Regions from separate parts of the Macaca fascicularis genome. Here region 2 is linked to region 1. The links are chromatin contacts, called in public Hi-C maps. All regions are on one chromosome and are shown on one strand. The core of a region is the stretch at or near the end of the contact, and the rest is flanking DNA. Distances in the headings are between cores, read along the strand shown. Region 1 holds the start of OGFOD2 (2-oxoglutarate and iron dependent oxygenase domain containing 2). Region 2 holds the start of MPHOSPH9 (M-phase phosphoprotein 9).

Evidence for each region. A called contact is a pair of places that touch in the nucleus more often than the background predicts.
Region 2: a contact with region 1 is called in a Hi-C map of liver, with 4 times the contacts expected there. The contact joins the promoter of MPHOSPH9 here to the promoter of OGFOD2 in region 1. A contact is called at or near these places in 2 of 2 Hi-C or Micro-C datasets (liver and skeletal muscle).

Annotation. Positions count from the first base shown.
Region 1 is chr11:130,094,688-130,101,721 of T2T-MFA8v1.1, forward strand. OGFOD2 (2-oxoglutarate and iron dependent oxygenase domain containing 2) reads left to right here and starts at 2,318. Exons shown (of 7, transcript XM_074008302.1): 1 at 2,318-2,473; 2 at 2,896-2,952; 3 at 3,975-4,141; 4 at 4,244-4,343; 5 at 6,167-6,294; 6 at 6,475-6,732; 7 at 6,805-7,034. The coding sequence starts at 6,256.
Region 2 is chr11:130,359,318-130,366,438 of T2T-MFA8v1.1, forward strand. MPHOSPH9 (M-phase phosphoprotein 9) reads right to left here and starts at 1,604. Exons shown (of 23, transcript XM_065525278.2): 1 at 1,538-1,604. MTRFR (mitochondrial translation release factor in rescue) reads left to right here and starts at 1,376. Exons shown (of 3, transcript XM_045366739.3): 1 at 1,376-1,843.

The DNA.
Region 1 (7,034 bases), core at 1,068-3,567:
CTCCTGCCTCAGCCTCCCGAGCAGCTGGGACTACAGGCGCCCGCCACCTCGCCCGGCTTATTTTTTTTGTATTTTTAGTAGAGACGGGGTTTCACCGTGTTAGCCAGGATGGTCTCGATCTCCTGACCTCGTGATCCGCCCGTCTCGGCCTCCCGAAGTGCTGGGATTACAGGCTTGAGCCACCGCACCCGGCCTCTGTGTCAATTTTTAAAGTATGTGTATATATACACATATACAAACATATACATTTGATTACACATGCATGTACATACATTCACATACACATATACGTGCCACTCTGGAATCAGAATACTCTAATTCCAGAGCGTTCTAATTCTGGTTCTGCTATTCACTAGGTTTATGACTCTAGATAGGTTCCTATACCACTGAGCCTCAGTTTCCTTATCTGTAAAATGGGGATAATAATACCTTAAGCAGTCAGCAAAGATGTCAGTGCTGGCTGGCAGCACACGTTGATTCAGTACTTTCTGGTAAATATTCTCGCTGCTGCTCCCTGTGGTGACTGAGCCCAGAGTGTCTGGAAGGGGGAGGGGGTCCATGGAGAGGGCCAATCTAAACTGATTAGCAGGCCGGGCGCTGTGGTCTCAGTTCCAGACCAGCCTGGCCAACATGGCGAAATCTCGTTTCTACTAAAATACAAGAACTTTGGGAGGCCGAGGCCGAGGCGGCTGGATCACGAGGTCAGGAGATTGAGACCATCCTGGCTAACACGGTGAAACCCTGTCTCTACTAAAAATACAAAAAAAAAAAAAAAAAAAAAATTAGCCGGGCGTGGTGGGGGGCGCCTGTAGTCCCAGCTACTCAGGAGGCTGAGGCAGGAGAATGGTGTGAACCCGGGAGGCGGAGCTGGCAGTGAGCCGAGATCGCGCCACTGCACTCCAGCCAGGGTGACAGAGTAAGACTCCGTCTCAAAACAAACAAACAAACAAACAAAAAACAAAAAAAATAGCTGGGCGTGGTGGCGCGTGCCTATAATCCCAGCTACTCGGCGAGGCTGAGGCAGGAAAATTGCTTGAATCCGGGAGGCAGAGGTTGCAGTGAGCCGAGATAGCGCTACTGCACTACAGCCTGGGTGAAATTCCATCTCAAAAAATAAATAAGTAAATAAATAAACTGATACATAGTACACGCTCATCTTGCAAACTGCTGCAAAGGGAGAGGGGATGAGGATGGGGTGGGGTACTGCATGTGCCAGGCCTGCCTGGTGGCTGGCTGGGGAGCCGACCTGCTCTGGGCCTCCTGGGGGAAAAAGGGCAGTTAGGCGGGTAATGACCACTGAGCAGGAGAAATGGAACCTTTCCTAGATAGCAGGGCCTCTCGCTATCACTGGGCAATCAAGACGACTGTAAAACTTTAAACACCTTCTCGGGCCGGGCAGCTCTGCACGAGAAAACCCCAAATCCCACATACTCCCACCACTCCCAGAAGCCCTGTGGTGGTGAACTGGGGAACTCAGAGGGCAGGCTGTTGGGTTCAAACGCCATATTTGTCCCTTACTGGATGTGTGACCTGCGGTGGGTCCCTGTGCCTCTCTGGGTCTCAGTTTCCCCATCTGTAACACGGCGATGTAATAGTACCTAGCTCAAAGGTTTAATGCTGGCAGATCACTGAGCAAAGGTGCGAGGACGGAAGAGGCTCGGTCTGCAGGACTTGTCATTTGTTGGCCGCGGTGAGACCACGCCCCGTCGCCATCCCACATCTGACCCCGCCCTCCCGCGTCCATTGGGAACGCCACCGGAAGTAACGCGAGGCGGAACGTTTTAGCGGAGACACTCACTGGAGCAATCTGAGGTACTCCAAGAGACTGTGGCGGAGGGACCGGAAGCGCCAGGCAGGGACCCGGGGTAGATGCTAAATCCAAACTCAAACGCACAGGTCTGGATGATTGAAGCAGCGGCGGGAACTAGTAGGACCTCCGAGCTCTTTAAACTGTCCTCAGCCTTCCCCGTGGGCTCGGCCGGTTCTCCACAGGCTCCGAGCAGAAGAGGGGCCGACGTTTAAGTCAAAGGCCTTGGGGCTCCGAGTCCCTCCCTCTCCCCGTCCTGTGAACGCGCGACCCAGTTCAGCTGTCTGTAAAGTGGAGCCATTAGTCCCTGCCTCGTGGTGGGAAAACTGAGAGGCGGAACGAGGGGGCCGCCGGTCCCAACCCGTCCCAGGAGCATCTTTCTCCGCAGACCGTTTCCTGGCGAGGTGCATCTTCGTCCTTTTCCGCCCTTGGGAACTTACAGCGGCCCCTTGGCCGCTGGTTCCGCACCTCCCGCGGTTGGGGCGTACCCGGAAGTGCCCCTGCGGAAGCGGGCAGGGCCGTGGGCGCTTCACTATGGCGACGGTGGCGGCTCCGCGGCGCTTCTGCCGCTGCGCCTGCTTCTACACGGATAACTTGTACGTGGCGCGCTATGGGCTGCACGTGCGCTTCCGAGGCGAGCAGCAGCTGCTCCGGGACTACGGCCCGGTGAGTGGCCGCTGTTGTCCCTACGGAGCAGTGGGCAGAGAGGGGCAGTGGCGGAGGGAAGTTCGTCCCCAAGGTCGTTTGCTTCCCTTCGGCGCGCACCGCATCCTTAAATACAAGAATGACGGCCTCTCTGTACCTCAGTTTTCTCACCGTAAAGGGGTAATAGTATCTCTCTGTGAGGTTGTGAGGAAGGAATGAACACGCATGTAGAGGGCTTAGGACAGGGCCGGGCTCAGCTTGCCACCTTATAGCAACACCAGCCCGGAGCCCTGCCGTCAGCTTGACAAGGTTCCGGAGTTCATCCTCTCCATGATCCTTTGAGGTTGGGGCTCCTCTCCCCATTTTAAGCAGGGGAAACTGAGGCTTAGTGAAGGGACTTCCTAAGGGCGTACAGTAATGCTCAGTGTTCTTTCTGCTCCCAGATCCTGCGCAGCCGAGGCTGTGTTAGCGCCAAGGACTTCCAGCAGCTGTTAGCAGAGGTACCAGTCCCCTGCCCCTGCACAGCTCCTCCTTGTTAGATTTGTGTCCGCAGCTTGAGGGGTCCCCTAGCCTCAGTCCCTGATCCCTGAAGGATCACTTAGGCCCTCACTTTCCTCCTTCCTGCCCCCCACTCATCCCTCCACACCTGGGTCTTGGCACCAGGAGAGAGAAGGGGAAATGCTGAGTTGCCTAGTCATGCCGTTCTTAACACCTCTGCGAGATAAGCACAAGCACCACCCTCATTTTGGATTGAGAAGCTGAGGCTTAAAGAAGGATCACTTGCCCAAGCTTTTTTTTTTTGACATGGAGTCTTGCTCTGTCGCCCAGGCTGGAGTGCAGTGGCGCGATCTCGGTTCACTGCAAACTCCGCCTCCCGGGTTCACGCCATTCTCCTGCCTCAGGCTCCCGAGTAGTGGGGACTACAGGTGCCCGCCACCAAGCCCGGCTAATTTTTTGTATTTTTTAATAGAGACAGAGTTTCACCATGTTAGCCAGGATGGTCTCGATCTCCTGACCTCGTGATCCACCCTCCTCGGCCTCCCAAAGTGCTGGGATTACAGGCGTGAGCCACCGCCCCCGGCCACTTGCCCAAGCTTTTACAGCAGGAGCGGATGCGATCCTAGCCGTGGCTTCCAGACCCCTGGGCTCCTCACACCTTCCCACATACCCCGCAGGCTGCTGCCAGGGTTGCTGACCCACCCCTCCTCCCCCTTCCCCTGGAGTCAGTGGTGGGAAGCTTCCCAGGAGAGTCCTCAGCAACCTCTGGAACACAGGAGTTGGCCATGACTGTCTCCCTCCCCTGTGTGGGCCCAGATGGTTGAGGTACATCTAGGGGTTCTCATCCCAGCTAGGCTCAGGTTGGGCAGCCTGAAACAGGATGGGTCTCCTTCTAGAAGTCCCTTTCAGCTAACAATCTGGAACTTGCAATTGACACAGATAGATTCAGGAGTGTAGGCTAGACTTGGCTTCCAGCCTGGGCCCTGTCTGGCGTTCCTGGGCTTCAGTTTCTTCATCTGTACAGTGGCCTCAGGAGGATGGGAGGCCCCACCTGGTAACAGCCTTGTGCCACCCCAGCTGGAGCAGGAGGTGGAGCGGCGGCAGCGGCTCGGGCCGGAGTCAGCGGCTAGGAAAGCCCTCATCGCGAGTTCCTACCACCCAGCGCGGCCTGAGGTCTATGACTCACTGCAGGTACCAGCCAGCCAGAGTGCTTGAAGGCCGGTACTGGAAAGAGGAGGCAGCATCCAGGGCTGAGGGGCTGCCTGTCCCATAGCTGGTGTGTTCTGCCCCCAGGATGCAGCTCTGGCCCCCGAGTTTCTGGCCGCGGCTGAGTACAGTGTGTCCCCGGGCGCAGACCTCAAGGGCCTTCTCCAGCGGCTGGAGACGGTATCAGGTGAGGTCCTAGCCCTGAGACCTGGCAGGACCAGGGGATGGCAGCCTGGGAAACCTGGGTGTGGGATACTGGGGTCCCTCCAGCCACCATCTCTGCCTCCAAAAACCAAAGCAGCAGGAGCTGGAAGGGTCAGTGGGACCAGCCTGCCAGGAACAGGACATCTGCATTCATTCAATACCTGCCATGAGCCTGGTATCTTCATTCCTTCCTTCACACCTTCCTTCGTGCCCTCATCCAGCAAATAGTAGGTATTTGTGTCAAATGTGGGACAGCTGGCACACTGAAACAAGGCTGATCCAAGATCTTTTTTTTTTTTTTGAGACAGAGTCTCGCTCTGTCGCCCAGGCTGGAGTGCAGTGGCCGGATGTCAGCTCACTGCAAGCTCCGCCTCCCGGGTTTATGCCATTCTCCCGCCTCAGCCTCCCGAGTAGCTGGGACTACAGGCGCCCGCCACCTCGCCCGGCTAGTTTTTGTGTCTTTTTTAGTAGAGACGGGGTTTCACCATGTTAGCCAGGATGGTCTTGATCTCCTGACCTCGTGATCCGCCCGCCTTGGCCTCCCAAAGTGCTGGGATTACAGGCTTGAGCCACTGCGCCCGGCCGATCCAAGATCTTAAAGGGACCACTGAGACAGGTGTGGGCAGGGTAAAGGGACCAGTAAGGAATGGCAAAGCCCCGCCCCCCAGGGCTGGCAACGGGAGGGAGCAGTTACCACCTGGAGTTGTGGCTCTGGGCAGAGGCCTGGAGCCATGCCAGACTCCAAGTAGGGCAAAAAATGCCCCATTTCTCCTCTTACCTTTGGATTTCCTGCTGGGCTTACTTATTGGCTAAACCCAGCAGGAAATGCTGGGCAAGGGAGGTTTGCGTATTGTTTAACCTCTGTGACTCAGTTTCCTCATCTGTAAAATGGGAGCAACAGTAACCCCCTCTCTTAAGGCACCGTGATGATCAAGTGAGTTAATCTACATAGAGTGCCTGACACAGGCCCGTACCTAGTGTTTGGAAAGTGTTTCCTCTTACTGGCACTGATAGCCTGGGCTAGGGGCTCCTGTGGGAGACAGATATGTTTCCCCTCATGGAGGCTGTGCTTTGTTAGGGGGCATGGGTGGAAGGAACTCCCCTCCTCCCAGCCTGGGGGTGCTCTCCTCATTGCCTTCCACTCCCCGGCAGCTGAGATTGTGCTGAGGCTGTTGGCTGGGGCAGGGCCCAGGCTGCGAGGTGGCCCCATTGGGGGCACACTAGCCCTGCACCCCTGGGCACTGGTGCATCTGCCAAGAAATGTTTAGGTTTCCATTCTCAGCCTGGCTTCTTCCCCCTCCAGGACCCAGCAAGAAAGAACAGCCTCTCCTGGCCTTCCTGCTGGGGGACAGAGGCTCCCAGAGCCACTTCTGAGTTGGGGTACAGACCTCGGTGGCTCATCAGGTGAAAGGAGGTGCAGAGAGCCTGAAGTTGGCTCTGTGATCCCAGCTTGGTCGTCACTGGCCTGCCGGGTGTCGCTGGGCTACTTCCTTTCCCTCTATGGGCCTCAGGACCCATATGGGAGCTCCCAGGGCCAGCCCTGTGGACACTTGTGGAGTCTGGGGAATGGTTCCGGGCATAAGTAGGGGGGCATGGGAATCAGCCTCCCCTGCTCCTCATGTTACTTCAGTCATCACAACAGCCCTGAAAAGCGAGGGCCTTATCCCCATGGCACAGGTGATGAAACTGAGGCTTGGGGGAGTGAACAGACACGCCCAGACTCACATGGTTCACGGGAAGACTGAAGCCCAGGCTTGGCCGGCCCACAGCCACATTCAGGCCAACAGACCATCCCTCCTTCCACAGGGGAGAAGCGCATCTACCGGGTGCCTGTGTTCACAGCACCCTTCTGCCAGGCCCTGCTGGAAGAGCTGGAGCACTTCGAGCAGTCGGACATGCCTAAGGGGAGGCCCAACACCATGAACAACTACGGGGTGGGTGAGGCCTGGCCAGTGGCAGAGGAGGGGGTGGCTGAGGTCAGGAGGCAGTGTTGGAGGTGCTGCAGATGGGCTGCCTGCCCGGGCTGCGAAAGGTCACAGTGGGATCATGGCGGAGTGGAAGCCCAGGGTTGCAGCCCCCTAGTTTCCTTGCTGACCCCAGGAATCCCCTCCCAGGTGCTACTGCACGAGCTCGGACTGGACGAGCCGCTGATGACACCACTGCGGGAGCGCTTTCTGCAGCCACTGATGGCCCTGCTGTACCCTGACTGTGGCGGGGGCCGGCTCGACAGCCACCGGGCCTTTGTGGTCAAATACGCACTGGGCCAGGACCTCGAGCTGGGCTGCCACTATGATAATGCCGAGCTCACCCTCAATGTGGCCTTGGGCAAGGTCTTCACAGGGGGCGCCCTGTATTTTGGGGGCCTCTTCCAGGTGAGTGTGTGACCCATGCGGCAGGACCTGGGGCAGCTGTGAGTGCCCAGGCCTGAGCCGTGCCATCTGCAGGCACCCACAGCCCTGACGGAGCCCCTGGAGGTGGAGCACGTGGTGGGCCAGGGTGTTCTCCACCGTGGCGGCCAGCTACATGGGGCCCGGCCCTTGGGCACTGGTGAGCGTTGGAACCTGGTCGTCTGGCTCCGAGCCTCTGCCGTGCGCAACCGCCTCTGTCCCATGTGCCGCTGTGAGCCCGACCTGGTGGATGATGAGGGCTTCAGTGATGGCTTCACCCGAGAGGA
Region 2 (7,121 bases), core at 354-2,853, 260 kb after region 1:
GGAGCCTGCCTGCTGCTACTGGGAGCATGTCCCAGCTACTCTGGAGGCTGAGGTGGGAGGATCACTTGAGCCCAGGAGTTCAAGGCTGCAGTGAGCTATGATCCTGCCACTGCATTCCAGCTTGGGCAACAGAGCAAGACTCCATCTCCTAAAAAATAAAAATAAAAATACTAAATAAAAAAATTATTTGCCAGGCCAACTAAAATTTCACTGAAGCTGGGTATATACAATGGCAAATTGGCTGTAACAGGTCAAACAAGATGCCTCCTTCCTGGGGAATTCATGCATTTATAAAAGAGCAAGGGGGCAAGAAGAAAAAGGAGAAATAAAGGGAAAAAAAACTCAGCTGCTCACAAACTGAAAAGCTTAGAGAGTGCAACAGGAATACTGTCTAGTATTCCGCTTCCGCTAGATTCCCACTTTTAGGTCCTGCTTCTATAAAGCATTACACAAAAACAGGGACCATTTCCTTCAGGGACAGGAGTGAATGCAAAGGGTAACCGGACCTAACTAAATTGACTTTTCCCCAGTGGCTCAGCCCATCACCCACGACAAATGGGGCACTGAAACAGTCAAGGACTGCCCCTTCCAACTGGCAACAGAAATACCTGGATTCCAATCTCCGTGCTGTTATGCCACGAAAACACAAGCTCTCCAGGGAGATGGACCTGCAACCCCATCTATTATTTCCCCTGCTGAGGTAATCCGGATCCGGATGCAGATCCAGATGGAAAACCACTACAAATTCAAGGATGCTTCTCTATTGGAGTGGAGGTGCTATGGGGAGGGCAGGGAAGTAAGAGGGAAAAATCCTTAAACACCCACATATACAATGCAAAAAAAAAATTTTTATTTTGATACAGAATGAATATAAGAGCAGAGCTTTTACATTTCTCAGCAACAAGATATGACGCTTTTGGTGTCCCCACCCCCTAGCAAAAAAAGGGAGCTGGGCAAAAGGAACGATTGGCGGTTATGAAACATGAAAGTTAACTGGGCGCTCCGCCTTGCCTGGAGGCTTGGGGGAGAGAAAGAGATTTCAGATAGGGATGAGACCAGATCCTGACATTCTGGGGCTCACAGCCAGCCCGCAATGGCTGGTGGCCATTGTGGGAAGGAGAGGGAGAATTCATGCAGTCGCCTAAGCTACGGAAAGCAGGGAGGACGGAGAAAAGCCACCGCTCCTTCAACTACAACCGCGATCCCAAAAGGAAGCCGGGACACCTTGGCAAAAAACGGGAGGAAAAAAATAAATAAATAAATAAATAAAACCACAAATCCCCCGCCCCTCGGGAAGGGCGCTCCGCTATTGGGCCGCGCGAGTGTCACTCAAGGGCGCCGGGTCTAGAAAAGGCGCACCGCGGCCGGGCAGAGCGCCCACACCGCGAAGGGCTGCGGTGGGGTCAAGTTCATCGGCCACCGTCTCCTCACACCCCAGCCCATCACCACACTCAGGGGGCCGCTAAGACGGTGTCTCCTAAGTCTCGTCCCCTGTCCCCAGCGGCCTACAGCTCCCTGCAGGCTGGCGGCCGCTTACCTGGCCGCCGCTCCCGCTGCCGATGTCAGGGTCAGGAGAGGGGCCTCTCGCGACCGTTACTCGAGAGAGCGCGCGCGCGCGCCCGGCGTCTCGCCGGTGATTGGCTGCCCGGAAGGAGGCGGAGACAGCCAAAGGAGGTGCGCGCGTCCACCTCGCCCTTCCCCCTCGCGCAGCTCCAACCAGAGATGTCCAACCCCGGGGGTGTGACAAGGGAGTGGGGTTGCTGTGAAACCCTCTTCTCTGATTGGCTCTCTGGAAGCCAGCCGCTGCCACGAGGGAAAGAAGCTTCAGTTTGTCGCATGCGCAGTGAGTAAACATGAGCCTCTGGTAGATGAGGGAAACCGCGATCAGAGTACGGCGCGTGCGCAGATCAGGGATCGCGATTGCGAGTCCTCTGCTGCGGCGATTCGGGTTCCTGTAGAACGTTGAGGGCACTAGTCGGGTCCTGAGACCAGGTAAGTGTCTGCGGAGAAGTCAGGTAACCCTACGGCTGCCGACGACTGTCAAGGGCTCCGGAGAGAGGACTGGGAGCCGGGACGCCTGGGGTTTTCCCGTCTTGCGACCCCGAGTGGCGCAGCCAGTTTACCTGAGGCCGCGCTGGCGGTGGGGTGGGGCCGGCGCTGACACCCTAGCTCAGTTTTCTCGAGACCTGGTTTACGCTAGGTGCTGTGGGTCGGCCCTGGGGCAGTTCAAGCACTTAGGGCAGGGGAGAGGAGAGACTACCGTCCTGGAAAAAACGGTTCCACGGAGGCCCAAGGCAAAACGGAAGGATCCTCATGTACTTAGCTGAGTGGAGCTGTGAGCACGCATCAGGTGCTGTTTCAGGCCTGGCACGTAGTAGGGGTCAGCACTTCCCTCGCTAGGCTTCTGCGGAGATATTTGTTTTTTTAAATAGACGTGTGGGGGGGGGGGGGGGTCTCACCATGTTGCCCAGGCTGTTCTTGAACTCCTGGCCTCAAGCAATCCTCCTTCCTCGGCCTCCCAAAGTGCTGGGATCACAGGCGCCAGCCACCCTGCCCTACTTTTGAAGGACCTAAGGGAACCCGCTCTCCTTCCCGTGGGTCCCCAGCCCATTTCATGCGCACTGTGCAGGCCACATTCTTCAGCCTAGTTAACCTTTAAGGTCCTTCCAGCTCCTCGATTTCCCTCCAGGAGTTCTGGCTCACAGTAAAGGAACTTCCCTGGCACTATCACTTAGGCCTCCACGACCCAGGAGATGGATTTGCCCTTGGAATGACAGATTTGCCAGGAGGCCTTCCATCTCATTTGAGCTTCCTAAGTATACCTACCAATTTTTATTTTTTACTTTTTTTTATTTTTTTAGGGGGGGTAGGGACAGGGTCTCAGTCTGTCACCCAGGCTGGAGGGCAATGGCGTGATCTTGGCTCACTTTAACCTCTGCCTCCCGGGTTCAAGCGATTCTTCTGCTTCAGCCTCCGGAGTAGCTGGGAATACCGGTGCCCGCCACCACATCCAGCTAATTTTTTGTATTTTTAGTACAGACGGGGTTTTGCCGTATTGGCCAGGCTGGTCTCGAACACCTGACCTCAGGTCATCCTCCTGCCTCGGCCACCCAAAGTGCTGGGATTACAGGCATGAGGCACCACGCCTGGCAATTTTTAAAGGGTAAATTTGATATTATCCTGTTTTTCGTGATTTTTTAAATTATATTACATAATTCCAAAATATATTTTATGTTTAAACCAGGACTTGCTTCATTGAAGATGGTTTTATCTTTCAGTGCGAGCCTGCTGGGAAGTCAGGCTATATTTTTGGCATCACAGTGATCTCCTTAGTACCTGATTTCATAGACGAGAATTATGACCCCACCAAATAACATGTTTTCAGTAATGTCATGGCTTATCAAGTACTTCTTAAATTGGACCATACCAAGTAAAATAATTTACAAGCCACTGTTCTAGATGCCTTTTCACCCTAAGCTCTAAAACAAAGGCCCATGAAATAATCAGATCCCAGACTGGGTTTGTGTCATAAGATCACAGCGTATGTGGTATGTCATTCTGAAGTTCCTCAGCCTTGTAGTTGAGAGATCTGACATGCTCCCATTTAGTGAGCACTAAGTACTTTACATTTATGGCAACATGTATGATTTTGTTCTCACTCTAGGTAGTAGTATCTCCATTTTACAGATGAGGAAATAGAGCCAAAGTTGCCCAGTAAGTAAATTGTGGCATTGAGACATTGAATGCAGGTCTATTGGCCACAGAGCTCGCACTCCTCGGCAGTAAGACCTTTTTGGGACAAAAGAAAAAATGAGAGGAGTGGTCAAATACAGAATATGAGTTACCTTTTTTTTTTTGGTGAGACGATGTCTCGTTCTCTCGCCCAGGCTGGAGTCCAGTGGCGCACTCTCCGCTCACTGCAAGCTCCACCCCCCAGGTTCACGTCATTCTCCTGCCTCAGCCTCCCTAGTAGCTGAGACTACAGGCGCCCACCACCACGCCCGGTTATTTATTTATTTATTTATTTTGTATTTTTAGTAGAGACAGGGTTTCACCATGTTAGCTAGGATGGTCTCGATCTCCTGACCTCGTGATCCGCTCGCCTTGGCCTCCCAAAGTGCTGGGATTACAGGCGTGAGCCACCGCGCCCAGCCTAGTAGTGAGTTATCTTAATTGTTCACAGTCACAGATCAAGCTTCTTGTTCTACTCTTTCCCTCTTCTCTACTGTACTTGACTAGTCTTTTTAAAAAGAGAAAGTTGGCCGTGCGTCGTGGCTCATGCTTATACTCCCAGCACTTTGGGAGGCCGAGGCAGGCGGATCACTTGAGGTCAGGAGTTGGAGACCAGCCTGGCCAACATGGTGAAATCCTGTCTCTACTAAAAATACAAAAATTAGCTGGGCGTGGTGGCTGGTGCCTATAATCCCAGCTACTTGGGAGGCTGAGACAGGAGAATCGCTGGAACCCGGGAGGCAAAGGTTGTAGTGACCCAGGATCGTGCCACTGTACTCCAACCTGGGCAACAGAGTGAGACTCTGCCTCAAAAAAATAAATAAATAAAATTTAAAACAGAAAAAGTTAAGGAAAAGGAGCTAACATTGCCTAAGGAACTGGAAAAAGATCTGGAGATACTATGAAAGGTAACGAAACAAGGTGTAGAAAGGATAATTTAGTTTCAAAAATTGAAAACCTAATGGTCTTCCAAGATAGGTCTTCCTGAGATAATCAGGAAATGTGCATCTCTTATTTTCTTTATTTGTATTAAATACAATAATGTATCTGAAAGTGCTTTGCAGCTGGACGTGGTGGCTCACACCTGTAATCCCATCACTTTGGGAGGCTAAGGCAGGAGGATTGCTTGAGCCCATGAGTTCAAGACCTGCCTGGGCAACATGGCAAGACCCCATCTCTACAGAAAATTAAAAACTAGCCAGGTATGGTGGTACACACCTGTGGCCTTAGCTACTGGGGAGGCTGAGGCGAAGAAGCTTGCTTGAGCCCAGGAGGACAAGGCTGCACTGAGCCATTTTTACTCCACTGCACTCCACTTAGGTGACAGAGGGAGACCCTGTCTCAAAAAAAATAAAAAATAGAAGAAGAAAGTGCTTTGGTTTCGGTATCTTTAAGTCCTAAACAAACACAAGGCATCATTAATAGAAATACAGGCTTTGAGACTTTTAGAAGAAAATATACAGTGGTGGTGTTGCTGCTTTTTCAATGTGTTTCTGTTTTAATAGTATGGTTGATAAATTATAAAGTTCCTGTCAGATGCCATAAACAGAACAGATATGAGGCTGGGTGCAGTTGCTCACACTTCCAGCACTTTGGGAGGCTGAGGCAGGCAGATCACGTGAGTTCAGGAGTTCAACACCAGCCTAGGCAACACGGTGAATCCCCATCTCTACTAAAAATACAAAAAATTAGCCAAGCATGGCAGCGTGTGCCTGTAGTCCCAACTACTTGGGAGGCTGAGGCAGGAGAATTGCTTGAATCTGGAAGGTGGAGGTTTCAGTGAACTGAGATTGTGCCACTGCACTCCAGGCTGGGCAACAGAGTGAGACTCTGGCTAAAAAAAAAAATAGAAGAAATACGATACACACAAATAGGACAGGTGTAATTATGTGGATTCAAAGTTTTCTGCTTAAAAAAAAATAAACAGGGCCAGGCACTGTGGCTCACGCCTGTAATCCCAGCACTACCGGAGGCCAAGGCAGGCACCTCACCTGACATCAGGAGTTTGAGACCAGCCTGGCCAACTTGGTGAAACCCCGTCTGTACTAAAAATACAAAATTAGCTGGGCGTGATGTCAGGTGCCTGTAATCCCAGATACTCAGGAGGCTGAGACAGGAGAATCACTTGAACCCGGGAGGCAGAGGTTGCAGTGAGCCAAGATCACGCCATTGCACTCTAGCCTGGGTGACGAGCAAAACTCCAGCTCAAAAATAAAATAAAAATAAACAAGATATTGGGATTATGTGAAGGGAATGTTTTCCTCTTCGTTAGCTAGCTCTTGCATTCTGCAGCATTAAGCATTCAAGCATTAAGCCTGTTAAATTTAGGCCAGACCTAGTCTCCTTTTCCTCCCGTCCCCCAAAATCAAAGACAACAGCTCTGCATTTCCTGCTCACTCTATTATGTTTTCCTTGTTTGAGAAGTAACTATCTGCACTTACTGTGAGTGAAGGGCGCTTTACCTTCAGTGTAAAACCCCAACTCTAGGAAATGGCATGGTCTGTTTCAAACCTGACCAGCAGTACTCACTAGTTCTATTTGAGAGGTTTCAGCCCTTAAGGATCTCAGGCACCTACAGCAGGAGGATGAGCTAACAGGAGGATGTGAAAGACAGAGAAAGGCTACTTTCTTTTTAACTACCATTTTACAGAGAGCACCAAAACACTTTTTTTTGAGATGGAGTCTCACTCTGTCACCCAGGGTGGAGTGCAGTGACCTCAGCCCACTGCAACCTCCGCCTCCAGGGTTCAATCCATTATTCTGCCGCAGCCTCCCAAGTAGCTGGGACTACAGGTGTGCACCACCACGCCTGGCTAATTTTTTGTATTTTAATAGAGGGGGTTTCACTGTGTTGCCCAGGCTAGTCTGGAACTCCTGAGCTCAGGCAGTCTACCCTCCTCAGCCTCCCAAAGTGTTAGGATTACAGGCATGAGCCACCACACCCAGCCCCAAAACACGTTTTTGAAACATGAATTATCATTAAGCGTTTCTCAGAAAATCATTTTCCCCTCACTTAGCTTCTGGCACCACCTGCTGGCTGTTTTGTCTTTTCAAAGCGGCAACATTGCACGTTGGTCTGTTTAAGCTCAATGTTGTTTGGCCCTTAACTGTTAATTAGGTCATTGTTATGAGACCTACAGTTTCATCTCCTTAAGGAAGAAACAAGATGGAATAAGCAGGTAATCAGCCCCCCTGAATTCTTGTCTCAGTTTCTTAAATGTTATATAAATAAGAAACAGGCTGGGCATGGTGGCTCACGACTGTAATCCCAGCACTTTGTGAGACCGAGGCAAGCAGATTGCTTGAGCTCAGGAGTTTGAGACCAGCCTGGGCAACATGATGAAACCCCATCTCTACTTTTTTAGAAAAGAAAAAGAAAAGCTTTTAAA